Linked DNA regions of Hordeum vulgare: region 1 is linked to region 2. Evidence: chromatin contacts called from public Hi-C data. All regions are on one chromosome and are shown on one strand. Each heading gives the region's core, a stretch centred on a gene start, on an enhancer-like site or on the middle of the called end of the contact. The rest is flanking DNA. Distances are from core to core; before and after follow the strand shown. Region 1 holds the start of LOC123443588. Region 2 holds the start of LOC123443586 (fimbrin-2-like).

Region 1 (2,871 bases), core at 99-2,598, 320 kb before region 2:
AAAAGGGGAAAGGGGGAAAGGAACAAATAGAACAACTAACCTGAAGAGCTTCGCTTGATTCGACACTCCCGTGGACATGATTGAGCTTCCTCCTTCTCCGGTGTAGCCGCTCCTCGTCGCCATTGCTGCGGAACAAGCAGAGCTTCTTGTCCTCAGGTGATAGAGAAGGGATAATGGGAAGGTGGGGTCACATGAGAGAACCTTTTTTTTTTGCATTGACATGAGAGAACCTGGGAGGGCCCATAAGAGTGGAATACGGTGGGCTGGATGACCGGGTAAAACGCTATACATAACAATACGAGCCGCATGCATGGTCCCGCACTGTACTTGCCTGCATGTGGCGTTGATCCTCACACGCACGCTAGCGGCTGGGATTGCCGCTGTGAACGCAACGCGCTGTAGAAAAACCGCGTCCAGAAGGACCGTACACAACCGAATGCAACAAGGCATGACAACAACTGGCGATGGCTGTCGAGCGGAGCAACAAGCACCGGCGAGCGAATCAAGGGGGAGCTCCGGCGGGGCTGGTTGTCAACAGAGGAGGCATGCAACAACATAATGGCTTGGCCAACGAGACAACAATAGTGAGGAAGGTGCAAAGGAGGCGGGCAACAGCGAAGCAACATCTATTCAAGCGGGGGATGGCGACGCAAGGTAGGCGAGTAGCGACACTGTTGGTGGCGCTACACACGACGAGCAGAGGAAGCGCTCGTATGAGCAGGCAGGGATGGGAGGAAGCAGGAGGCACGATAAGGCAGAGGGGTCCAACCAGCGAGCCTCTCCAGTGGCGTGGCGAGGGGGCCGGTCGAGGATGGCTGCTCCGGCAAAGGCTGGTCGGAGGTGAGGTGGACCCGGTCGGCCAGCAGGAAGGAGGCTTCGGCGGTCGGCGGCTTCGACGGCCATGACACAAGCGCCGCAAGACCACGACAGCTACGCGGGCGCGAGCGACAGTTCCTGGTGGTCGCGCTAGTAGCCGGCGACCTCGGAGTAGGGGAGGTCGAGCCCTTGTGTGTCTGCACGCGGGAGGAAGGCGAGGACGTCGCAGTAGGGCGCATGAGGATGAGGGCGAGGCACGAGGGAGGTTCGCCGGAGATGCGGTCGAGCTCGAGCGGGAGGTCCTCGGTGCCGAGCTCGAGCATGGGCAGAGCGTGGATCTGCAGGGTGGAGCAAGGAGGAAACGTGATAGGGGATCGCGGAGAGAGGTCCTCGTGCTGGATTTGGCTCCAGAAGGAGCTGGACGCGTCCATGGCGATAGTTGGATAAGGAGGAGGGAGGCTACGTGCTGGCTAGGCGGGGAAAACAAGAAGTGGCAGAGGCGCGGGTATTGGGTAGACTAGGTTTGGGATTGATCCAGATTTCGTATATAAATAGTAGGGTTAGGCTAGGTTTGGACCATATGATGCGATAAAAAAATAGGTTAGGGGTCCATTTGAGAAACCGATGATGTTTGGGGTATTTAGGGGATGATCCAGATCCAACACTCATGGCCGTCGGTTTCGGGTTTGGAGAAATTATCGGACGTACGCGAGGGTCTGCGCACTGTGCAGAGGGCTAGGCGGAGATGAGAGGGGAAACGGCAGCCCGGCGTCAGAGTTTAAAATACCGAAACGTCGGTGATTTAGACCGTCTATAGTTCCAATATAGGTTTAACGGTTCGGGTATCATGGACTCCGATTGCGATGAAATTTGGGAAGCGGTCTACCTACACTATATTAAGACCGCACACCAACTTTCTACCTAATCCGAGAAAGTTTTATACACACTTTTAAAAACAACATTTTAATGGTGTCGTGGGCACGTGCGTGTGTGGTTGGTCTCAAAACGGCCAACGATGAAAACTGAGAGAACCGGCAACTAATAACGAATGATGCAAATTTTGAAAAATGACGACAACGAAGTGCCGATGCAATGCCGATGATGCGATGATGAATGCGACAACCAAATAAATCACACGACGACAACGAAATAAAAAGGGAATCTTCTGAAGTGTCGGTTCCGGGCTGTTACAGTGCCACTCATAATTCCAAAACTTATTTGTTCAAATAAGAGTTTGATATGATACTGGTATTAATTAAACATACACATATTTAATTGTCAGCTAATGTTCCTATTTCAGTTTTGAAATGCATGTGCGCCCCTTATTGAGTGACATGAGAGGTTTGTAATCCCACACCCCACAATATAAGAGCGTTTTCCAAGCTACATAGCTTGCAAAACGTTCTTATATTGTGGGACGAAGGGAGTAATTTTCTGTGCGCTTTGGTCATCGACGAACTTTGTATGTAACATAGTTTGAAGCTACCATCTGCGAACAGTCAATACTTGTGAAGATCTCAACGTGGAGACTATTTTTTGAGTAGTAGGGCCAATTATATCAATGCATGCACCAAAGTACAACACGTATGCTATCTATGGGAAGCATTCTAGGGATAGTAGTTTGTGGTTCATAGGGAGCCACTATTGGACTATTTTCTTTGGGGCTTTTTAATTATTTTTTCCTATCCTATGTTTGCTTTGGTCTTATGACTTCGCTAGCCGCTCGTCTATTTCCCTGTGTGTGTTGGGTTAGGTGTGTGCATCCTAGCTATGTAGAGGTTGGGTGTGTGCCCATTTTTGTATGTATCCTATTGATGCTCCATTTTGAGCCAATAAAATCCACCCTTTATCGAAAAAAGGGAGGCACTATTGGGGCAGAGAATGCAATGATTCGAAAGATAATCTCACTACTATTTATGTTTTCATGAATCTCAGATACTGAACATCATCATAATGAATATGAGAATGCATGCATCATACGAATATTGCGAAGCAATGTAATGGCTATCAAACTTGGCATCAAGGGATTGACATCCGGTCTAGATGCAATGGAAG
Region 2 (2,700 bases), core at 17-2,516:
CAGGAGGTTGAGCTTGAGGATGTATTTCCGCTGGGAGCTCGGGGTCAAGGTCCACCGGGAGCTCCAGGTCTCGCGCTTGAGATCGAGGCGCACGCAGGTCCGGGCGACGGTGCATGCCCTGGGCGTCACAAGGGCATCACGGCGGCGCAGTCCTGGGCTGTTGGAGGGCGGCATAGCCCTGGGTTGTAGGAGGGATTGCAGAGGGAGGGGATAGCGACGGGACATCATCCTTCACCCGTAGAACCGTCGTCCGTCGAGGTGGTCGCCACGTAGGAGCAGGTGGGCGGTGGCGCAGGTCCCGCACCGGAGTGGGTGGCTGCGTTAGGCACGAGGAAGCAGTCGTGGACGACGAGGAGGTGTCGCTTGTTAGCCATGGAGCTGGTGCCCGTCGAGGTGTCGCTCCCCGTCAGTCGTGGAGCCGTCGCTCGTTGAGGTGCGCGTAGTTAACGAGGAGCAGCACAAATTGGCGGCCGCGGCACAGGTGGACGACAGGGGAGGCGGTCCTTCGTCGTCGGATGAGCCCTACGGCGGATGAGGCGCATGGTTCGTATAGGAGACGGTGGGTGGGCGTGCGGTGCAGCGATGACGGGAGGTTCAAGAAGCAGACTGAGTTGAGTAGCAACAGATTTAAGAGGATAAAGATTTTTGACAAGATTACACATGAACTAGGTTGACGACAACCTTTTCGGACGAAGGGAGTACCTTGCAAGGGCGGAACGAAAACAGCTCGTAATCGAGTCATTAAAGGTATAGTTATCGCTTAATGCCAATCTTGAAAACAACCAAAGGCATTAGATCATTTCAGCACGTTTCAGTACAAGCCGCAACTGTGTAGCAGCACAACTATCAAAGGACTGCATTTTGACTCCAACATTAGCCACAGCTTGCAACCTTAAGGAGCATTAGCTGGAATCTCAATTAGTGACATCCCCCAGTAGCAACTGTAGTGTGAGAGTGAGTGGTATCCAACCTCCTCTCCTGGTACTTCCGCTTTCACGAACAGCAACGGTCGGGGACCAGCTCGCTGGGCTCTGCCAGGCAGTGACTCGGGAAGATTTGAATTCCCTACCCTGCTCTGTCCACTCTCTCTCATCAAAGCTCCACACTCCTCTTTTTTTTTTTTACTACGAACTGGGACCCTCCTTAATCATCCATCCCATCCTCTTCTTTAGTTTGAACCAACGCTCCACCTCAGACACTGGCCACCGTCTCGACTCGCGCATCCCACCTAACGCCGCCCGCCCGCCCGCCCGCCCGCCTGCGGACTCGGAGCTGCCGCCGTCGGAGCACCGGGATTCGATGGGATTCGACGGGCTGGTCGTCGTGTCCGATCCTTACCTGCAGCGCCGCTTCACGCAGGCGGACCTCCGCGCGCTCCAGGCCCAGGTACGCGCTCTCTGCCCTTCGTCTTCCTTGGCACTGACGGTGGTGTTTGTGACTGCGTTTTTCGATCTTGTTTGCTAGTACGCGGGGCTGCGGGACACGGCGCCTACCGGCAGGCTGCGGCTGCGGGACCTCCCGGCCGCGCTGACCGGCCTCGGGAGCCCCACGGCTACCGCCGGCGGTGAAGGGGGAGCAGTGCGCGGGGGCGCCGGGAAAGAGAATAGCTCGCCGCCCGAGCCGGTGCTCACCGACGAGGAGTGGTCTTCTGTGCTCAAGGCTGTTTCCCGCCCCGACGACAAACCGCAGCTCGACGTCAACTTTGAGCTCTTCCTGCGTGTCTACGCCGAGATGCAGCTGCGGCTCAAGGGCGGGAAGAAGGCGCGCGAGCGCGATGGCGGCCAAGGCATTAAGCGGTCCTCCTCCTCATCAGCCGCCTTCCTCACGGCATCCACCACGACGCTGCTGCACACCATCAGCGAATCCGAAAAGGCTTCCTACGTGGGCCACATCAATGCCTACCTCGCCGAGGATCCGTTCCTCAAGAACGCGCTACCCGTCGATCCGGCCACCGACCAGCTCTTCCACCTCACTAAAGACGGCGTGTTGCTATGGTGCGGTCCTGACCATTCAAATTTATGCTTTCGATCTAATGGTTTTATTTTTTGCTCTGATCTGATTCCTAACCTTTTCGGCTTTTTGGTCCAGTAAGCTCATCAACTTGGCCGTGCCAGGGACGATCGACGAACGTGCTATCAACACCAAGAGGCTGCTTAACTTGTGGGAGAAAAACGAGAACCACACCCTCTGTCTCAACTCTGCCAAGGCCATCGGCTGCACTGTTGTCAATATCGGCACGCAGGATCTGGCAGAGGGGAGGGTAGGACTCTCCCTGTTTCTATTTTTCTTGCTTTTCTTGCAAGTCGCGTTACTTATTTATAATAAAGGTGACCTTCCCTCAAAAAAAAAAAGTTGACCTTTTCAGTCGATTCTTTTTTACTTGGATACTTGGCCCTGTTTGGTTACTCTAACTTGGCTAGAGGTTAGAGTTAGTTTTTAACTCGTGACTAACCGTGAACTAACTCTAGCCAAAGGTGGTGTTTGAATGACAGGGTTAAATGCATTTTCCAGTTCTTGTGTGGTCGGATTTGATGCGGTCGACTCTTGTGTGGCCGGATCTGGTGCGGATAGATAAGAGGGAAAAAAGTAACTTTTTTGTAGGCCTCACCACAACTAGCTCAAATTAACACCTCTTGGATGGGATAGTTTTTTTGGGTGGGTTAGAGGCAACTAGCTCCAATCTAGCCCTCATGTTTGGAT

The links. A called contact is a pair of places that touch in the nucleus more often than the background predicts.
Region 1: a contact with region 2 is called in a Hi-C map of seedling, with 6 times the contacts expected there. The contact joins the promoter of LOC123443588 here to the promoter of LOC123443586 in region 2. A contact is called at or near these places in 1 of 6 Hi-C or Micro-C datasets (seedling) and 1 of 1 datasets of contacts at active chromatin or transcription factors (embryo).

The regions. Positions count from the first base shown.
Region 1 is chr3H:237,968,110-237,970,980 of MorexV3_pseudomolecules_assembly, reverse strand. LOC123443588 reads right to left here and starts at 1,348. Exons shown (of 2, transcript XM_045120024.1): 1 at 41-1,348. The coding sequence starts at 1,247. The coding sequence ends at 684.
Region 2 is chr3H:237,648,765-237,651,464 of MorexV3_pseudomolecules_assembly, reverse strand. It overlaps LOC123443586 (fimbrin-2-like), which reads left to right and starts at 1,266. Exons shown (of 13, transcript XM_045120019.1): 1 at 1,266-1,386; 2 at 1,465-1,994; 3 at 2,089-2,260. The coding sequence starts at 1,300.